Regions from separate parts of the Podarcis muralis genome. Here region 2 is linked to region 1. Evidence: chromatin contacts called from public Hi-C data. All regions are on one chromosome and are shown on one strand. The core of a region is the stretch at or near the end of the contact, and the rest is flanking DNA. Distances in the headings are between cores, read along the strand shown. Region 1 holds the start of MYCBP2 (MYC binding protein 2). Region 2 holds the start of FBXL3 (F-box and leucine rich repeat protein 3).

Evidence for each region. A called contact is a pair of places that touch in the nucleus more often than the background predicts.
Region 2: a Hi-C map of tail shows a contact between it and region 1, with 2.9 times the contacts expected there. The contact joins the promoter of FBXL3 here to the promoter of MYCBP2 in region 1. A contact is called at or near these places in 2 of 3 Hi-C or Micro-C datasets (blood and tail).

Annotation. Positions count from the first base shown.
Region 1 is chr4:96,162,531-96,166,395 of rPodMur119.hap1.1, forward strand. MYCBP2 (MYC binding protein 2) reads left to right here and starts at 1,880. Exons shown (of 87, transcript XM_077927743.1): 1 at 1,880-2,394. The coding sequence starts at 2,048.
Region 2 is chr4:96,307,367-96,311,483 of rPodMur119.hap1.1, forward strand. It overlaps FBXL3 (F-box and leucine rich repeat protein 3), which reads left to right and starts at 1,482. Exons shown (of 5, transcript XM_028728348.2): 1 at 1,482-1,506.

The DNA of each region.
Region 1 (3,865 bases), core at 630-3,129:
TACGCCGGCTCCATTGGCCAATAAAGCGAGATGAGCGCCGCAACCCCTAATGGTCAGGGGTCCCTTTACCTTTTTTACTCACCATGAAGCTGTTAGAGTAAATGTCACACTTTTTAGCCAGTGTTTTTCTTTGAGGGGAAAAAGGTGCCGGTGCTGCGTACCCTTGAGTACCCTCAGAAAAAAAGCATGGGGAAGTTCTAATATTTAGATGTTTGCTGTCAAAGCATTTGTACAGTCCCGTGAGCACCACAACTGACAAGGCACTGCACCAAGAGTCTACAAGTTTAGTTCTCTCACAACTGCAGGCCTCAGTTGCTAAGTATCATACAGCAGTTCTCCATCTAATCTGGTTCATAGCCCGGGGTTAACATATTGATTCCTTTTGGTAACTAAAGATTCACCAGGCTTCACTGGCTAGGACTGCCTACTTCCAGCTTCTTCAAGGCTCCTCAGGATTGGGCCCCTCAGCCCTGACCCAGTATATTTTGGGTGTCCTCAGCCCCATAGAGCTGGCGCCTGTGTTGTTAAATATAGTTTTTATAGATGAATGCTGTAGTACTTTGTGAATCCTATGCCTTTGGTTGTAACTGTGCTGTTTAGCTTTTTCTTTTCGGTTGTTCTGTTAATAGTGCTTCATAGATTGCAATTGTTTTACTGAGGATATGTTATGCTATACGATTTACATTGCATTTCTGTTGTTCTGTTGTTACTGTCACGTATTGTTTGCAAACTGCTTTGCGGTTCATGTGAATGAAAAGTGGCATAGAAATATAATAAATCTTTTAATTTGCTTTATTGATTTTAAAAAAGAAAATTACAATCAACAAAAAACCAAAAGAAAATATAAACCGAAACGTATTACAATTTACAAATGACAAATTGATTTCTTACAACATAACTTCTGTTGTGACTGCCTGTCACCCCATCCAAGAGTCCTAATTTTCTTTTGAGTAGTGCCCTTTTCATTATCACTCCAAACTTTCCCCCAATGCTTATTTTAATAAGATTTTCTATGTTTATACAGGGGCATGGTTTTTTTTGGTTGATTGTAATTTTCTTTTTTAAAATCAATAAAGCAAATAAACAAATTGAAATATAATAAACCAAATCTCTCTCTCCCTGTGTGTGTAAGGTGCCTTCATTCCCATCAGGGGAAGGTGGGGTATAAATAAATATATAATAATTGAAATACTTAAAAAAAAACAAAAAACCTCTCTCTCTCCACCCGCTGCTAAATATTTAAGAATCTACACTCTGTGTGTGTGTGTGTGTGTGTGTGTGTGTGTGTGTGTACACACAATTTACTATGACATCATCTCCACGCGCTCTCGGGAAGCCGATACAAGAGAAAGAGGGTGTGTGGGGGGGGGGAGGTAGGGAAATAAGAACAACAACCCAGAGCGAATGACACCCCCTCAGAGAAACACACGGCTCCCTCCTCAACCGCAACAGACATGCGCACATGGACTCTCAGTACCTACAGATATGTGTGTGTGTGTGGAGGGGGGGCGGAAATAAAAAAGCGGGTGGGGCAAGACATTTTTTTCAAAAAAAAAGGGAGACGTCGCGCAGGCGCACTCAGGACCAAAATGTCAGCGTTTTGACAGTCGGAAAGAGACGCGCTACCGTGGAAAGTACCATAGAGAGGGAGGAAGCGGCCCGCGAAGAAAGAAGAGCGCGCGCGCGCCCTTGCGTCGCCCGGCCTCGCCCTACGCCGGCTTCGCTTTTCCTCACAGACACACACGCGCGCGCGCGCACCCCGCCCCTTTCTTCCCCTCTCGCTCTCTTCCCCGCGGCCCCGCCCTCCCTCCGCTCTCGGCGCGCTCGCGCCAAAAGGGGGAGGAGCTGCGCGCCTGTCAGTCAGCTCTCCTCAGTCAGGCGCTGCCGGCCGGGCGGCCTGGTTGTGTGTCTGTTGGCTGCGGCGCCGCGCTTGGCTCTGGCCGGGCCGCTGAGGCGCTGAGGGGAAAGAGGAGGAGCGGGCGCCTGCCTTCCTTCCTTCCCGGCCGGCCGCGGGGGCGGAGCGCGCAGGGGCGGGGAGGGGAGAGCGATGAGCGGGGCCGCCGCCTCCTCCTCCTCCTCCGCCGCCGCCGCCGGATCCGAGCCCGGTGGCCCGGGCTTCTTCCTCTTCCCCAGCGGCACCGGCGAGCCCTGCGTGGCCATGGGCCCCGGCGAGAGCGCGGCGGGCTTCGGGGCGCTGCTCCTGCTGCCGCCGCCGCCGACCATGACATCCTCGGGGCTGCCTTCTCCTCCCGGCGGAGGCGGAGGAGCAGGAGCCGGCTGCCGGGGCCGCTACCAGCTGCTTCTGTCGGGCCGGGCCCTGGCCGAGCGCTACCGGAGGATTTACACGGCGGCGGCGCTGAGCGAGAGGGAGCAGGCCGGACACCCGGGCGCCAGGTAAATGACAACAACGGCGGAAGCGGGCGCTGAGATGCGCGCACACACACGCGCGACCCGCCACCCCGGGTGGTGGGACCCGTGCAGGCAGCTCCTGGACGATCTTCCCCTGGCAGATATATAGCCCTGCGTAGCAGCCCAGCTTCCTGTCCAAAACGAGATCGCCCTCTGGCACTGCAGTTCTGAAAAGGCAGGACAATACCTTATTGCCTAGAGACACACGCGCGCGCACATCCACACGCACTTCATAGGCTAATGGGTGCAGAAGCACACGGTGTCTTCCACACGAGCACCAGCTCCCTCCTGTAGCAGGATTTGAATGGGTAGCTCAGCCGTTCCCATCGTGGACTTTGGTCCTGACAAGGTGGAAATCTATGCCTGCTTACTCAGAAGTAAGTTCCAGGGGGCTTTACTGGGTCAGGCAAGTGTCTCTGTGCTTAGAATCGCAGCTTAAGGAAGGTGGCGTTTTAGTGCCATGGCAAATCCTGTTCAATCTGTAGGCATCTCGTCAGGGAAAAAGGAGTCTGTGTGCCATCTCGGCTCATCATCTAAGTGGTAACTGCCACAAAATATTTGGAACAGGGATCTCTGTCTCTTCTCAGGAAGGCCCACACGCTGCTGGTGATTCAGCGATGAGGCTGTATGTTAGATATTTTTAAAAATCCATGTGGCTAAGACCTCTTGGAGTAAGCAGAGTGTGCCCTCTTGTTTGGGCAGTACCTCTGTTTTGTGTTGGGCATCAAAGTAGTTTTGCTACTGCCATTGGTCCTCCACCCCAAGATGTTGCCCCTCCTTAATCTGTGTTTGCTTAATGTATCAAAACTAGTGGGCAGAGGGAAAGAGAACTGGGGCTAACGTTGAACAATTCCTAACGAGAATTAGCATCTGTCATTGAGCAAGATGATACAGATTTGTCTGCAAGTCAAATCTTGAGAACTTGGGCCTGTTCCAGTATTATTCTTTTCCATCTGTGTAGAAATACCTGTCAAGGACTCCATGTGGGGGGAAAATAAGTAGAATGTAAAATCCAGTTAGATTTTGGCAGGGAAGAACAAGCTGTGGTTTCCAGAACACGGATTTGCAAAATCCATATGGATTTTGAATTGACATAACATTTTTTCACCAGTTTTCTCTCGAGGAAAGACGTTGCTTTAGAATTAATCCCTACTGACAGTCAGTGGAGTAGGCAACTACAAAGTAATTGGAGTAAATATACTATTTATGCAGAGTGCACAGGAATATTACCTACAAGAATCCGTCAGCGAGGAATAGGTTGCCTCTTTGTTAGTGTGGAGATGTAATATTTTCCAGAGCAGTCAAAAGTTGGATGATAGACTACTTATTTTAGGGTAATAAATTAGATTGCAATAATGGCTATCTTAACCCCTGACTAGCTGTGGTGGTGATTGATAGTGTAGCTACCACCAGCTTGCTCCTGCCAGGATGTGATGGAATCAGGTGGTGGTGTAGC
Region 2 (4,117 bases), core at 232-2,731, 140 kb after region 1:
ATCATCTCTCCCTTTCCCCCCTCAGTGGCGCATCATGAGGAGATGGGTGGCGGCGGGTGGGCAGGCAGCCCCTCTCTTGCGAGACTTCCGCCGCGCTGCCAGGGGAAGCCAGAGGCGGCAGCGGTGGCTGAGGAGACGGCCTGAGGGAGGAGGAAGAGGAGGGGATGGGGAGGGACGCAGAAGGGCGGTGCTTCAGCGGCCGCGGTGGCACCGTAACCACCTTATGCCAGGCTCGCGGGCAGCGTGGGCGATAGTCTCTCTCCCCCTCTCTCTCGGGTGGGGAAGGGCCGATGGAACTCCTTGCGCCAGGACGGTGGCAGCCCCGACATGCTGCTTAGCATCCCCTCCAACCAGTGCAGCATCTTAATGTAGCGATTTCCCCCTCTGCATCCCTTTCATAACTCTATTTTTATAAATCATTTGTCCATCCAGAGTTCAAATTTTTACTACAAGTTTTCTGTCAATCCTACCAATGTATGTAACTCTTGACAATAGCTTTTCAAATAAATTATAAACTTTCCCCATTCTTCATTAAAGAGGTCCTCTTCCTGGTTTCTAATTCTGCCTGGAAGCTTTGCCATCTCGACGTCGTTCATCAGTTTTGTCTGCCCCTCTTCTTTGATCGGAGTTGCAGACCCTTAGGATCACCTAGTCCAACCCCCTGCAAAACACAGCCAGTCGCAGCAAAAGCAGCATGGCTCCATCAGTGCCGGATTTCTGCATAAACTAAGCCAAAATCCCTTATTTTGGCTGCTGATCCCTTATTTTCGAGGCTGCTGGTCCCTTATTTTCAAATCTGTAAGTTGACAGCTATGAGCTGGGCTCCTATGTTAGGCAGCCGAATGTCTACATCTCTCCTTCACATGATTATTACTTTGTAATGATAATGATAAGGAAAATGATAATGATAATAGAGCCGCTCTCCCCTTTTTCGCTCCCTCTCGCCCTTCCCCTCCCTCCAGTTATTCTTCCAACCAGTTGCGGTTGGACTACAACTCCCATCATGCCTACGCAAGCGGGACCAGTCGTATAAGGGATGACGGGAGTTGTAGTCCAACCGCAGCCGGGGACCCGCGCTTCGGAAACGGACGGCGACGTGACAGCGTCGAGAACGTCTAGGAAGCGCCGTCGGCGGGACGCTCTAGGAAACCTCCCTCTACGGCCGTCTGCGTTTGAGGGAGAGCGAGAGCGAGCGCGCTGTAGCGGGAGAGGAGGGCGGGGCCGCCAGCGCAAACTCCTCCCCTCCTGCACATGCGCGGTCGAGGGCCAGCCCCGTCGCAGTGTCAGACGAGTGCCGCCATTTTGAAGTAAACAAGCGGCGGGCGGTCGGGCAGCGGTTGGCTGTTGTCCCTCAGCTGCCGACCAGAGCGGGGCGGGCCTGGTGGCTTCTTGGCGAGGCCCCCCGCTTGTGCCGGGCGGGGCCGCTGATGAGGAGGCGGCGGAGGAGGAGGCGGCGGCGGCAGGAAGGACTGAGAGGCCCCGGAGGACGGGAGCTGCCTCCGACAGGTGACCCCGGCGGGCCGGGTGGAATGGGGGGCCGGGCCGGGCCGGGTGGGGGTTTCTGGGCGCCCCCGGTAGCGGCGCTGCGGTGAAGGGAGAGAAACGCCCCCTTCGCCCCTCCAGCTCCACGCAGGCGTGGCCGCCACGCGCTGGGTTTTATGTTATTTATTGCATTTATTTATTCCGTTTAAGGTGACGGTGATGAGGATAATGATGATAGTAATAATGATGATCATCATCATCATAATTTATTTGCACCCCGCCCAGCTAACTGGGTTGCCCCAGCTACTCCGGGCAGCTTCCAACATAAATAAAAAACATAAGAAAATATGAAGCATTGAAAAGTTTCCCTATACGGGGGCTGCCTTCAGGTGTCTTCTAAAAGTGACATCGGATGGGAGGGAGTTATACGCCGATTGATTTAAAAAATAATAATCCCCAGCAAACAAGCCACAAGACAAAACCGTAAACTATTTTTTATTATTATTATTATTATTATTATTATTATTATTATTATTAAACAATTTACTAGTTGCTTTTCACCCAAAGGTTAGTCTAGCGACTTACAGCAAAGAGTTTTTTTGCAATACATAATATCATTGGGGAAAAGGAGGGGGGAATCATATAATACATTAATATTAACTACAACATATCACTTGTGGAGGGGGGGAGGGGAGTATCAGTAGTAGCAAGCAGCCTTAACAATTCTCAAATAATGAACAAAGGGATACTCTGACCCACTAATCAGCAAATAAACAAAACCTTAACCCTGCCCCCAGTCTAAAATTTATTTGCATCAAACCAATTTTTCCCTCCCCAAGGGGGCTTGCTCGCCTCTCCAGCTCCTGCTGTCATTCATAAAATCAGTTCGAAATCTAGCCCAAAGCCCCGCAATGCAGGAATCTTCTTGCCCAATTTGGGGCTCAAACCCAGAACCCTGAGATTAAGGATCTCATGCTCTACCAATTTAGCTATCCCAGTTGCTTGTCTGTCCCCCCACCCCCCGCGCGCATCTTTCCTTTCAACTAAGACCCGTAAGTTGTGGATTAAATATATCCAGATGTAAAAGCAAGCAAACAAAAACCACATTGCCCTGCAGTGACACAAAAATTTAGGCCGGTTTTCGGAGGGAAAGCTGTTCCGTAAACAAAGTACAGTGGTACCTGAGGTTACAGATGCTTTGGGTTACAAACACGTTGGGTTACAAACTCCGCTAACCCAGAAGTAGTACCTCGGGTTGAGAACTTTGCCCCAGGATGGGAACGGAAATTGCGCAGCGGCGGGAGGCCCCATTAGTGAAAATGCGTCTCAGGTTAAGAATAGTTTCGTGTTAAGAACGGACCTCTGGAACGAATTAAGTTCGTAACCCAAGATACCACTGTATTCTTTTTTAAAAAAACAAACCTTTAAACAGCTCTGCGCAGAGATGCATTTTACTGCACTTTGCTCCCCACATTGCCAGACTAATATGCTGTGCCTCATTGAAGCGTATTGTAATGCCTTAGAGTCACTTCTGCCAAACCCTTCTCCCCCCCCCCAGCACAACACATACTTTGCTATACCTATCATACATACCTACTCTGCCAGCTGCACAGCTAAGACGCAGTGTCATATTTGTAAATGTCCTGTATGGTGCAAATTATCCATTACAGTGGTGCCTCGCAAGACGAAATTAATCCGTTCCGCGAGTCTCTTCGTCTTGCGGTTTTTTCGTCTTGCGAAGCACGGCTATTAGCGGCTTAGCGGCTATTAACGGCTTAGCGGCTATTAACGGCTTAGCGGCTTTAAGAAAAAGGAAACAAACTCGCAAGAACTAGCAAGACGTTTCGTCTTGCGAAGCAAGCCCATAGGGAAATTCGTCTTGCGGAACGACTCAAAAAACGGAAAACCTTTTCGTCTAGCGAGTTTTTCGTCTTGCGAGGCATTCGTCTTGCGGGGCACCACTGTACAAACTTTTTAAAGGAAATGAAGAGTGACCAGAAGAAAGCTGAAGCTCCCAAATGCCATTGCACATTGTCAGTAAAGTTACGATATATATAAAAAAACACGTCGAAGTCTCAGTGTGGTGACTGCTGTAGTTTTAGAAATATTTGTATACAGGTAGTAATCCTTGGGATCTCTGCACCCTGCGGAATTTCCCTTCCTTTTTCTTGACAGTACAGTGGTACCTCGGGTTACAGATGCTTCAGGTTACAGATGCTTCAGGTTACAGACTCCGCTAACCCAGAAATAGTACATCGGGTTAAGAACTTTGCTTCAGGATGAGAACAGAAATCGCATGGTGGCAGCGGGAGGCCCCATTAGCTAAAGTGGTACCTCAGGTTAAGAACAGTTTCAGGTTAAGAATGGGCCTCCAGAACGAGTTCTTAACCCGAGGTACCACTGTAGTTCTTTGCACTGCCTTGAATTATTTATTTGTAGCTGCCCAAGAAGTTTGTTGGGTAGAATAATAAGTACAATGCAACAATCTCAATAAAAGTCGTCTAGTTCTTAAAGGTTGTTAGTGTCAAAGGTGATTAACAATCTCAAAATTCTAGTGATGTCTTCCTTCCTCTGTTCGCAAACAGTACACCTAGACGTACAGTGGTGCCTCGCAAGACGAAATTAATTTGTTCCG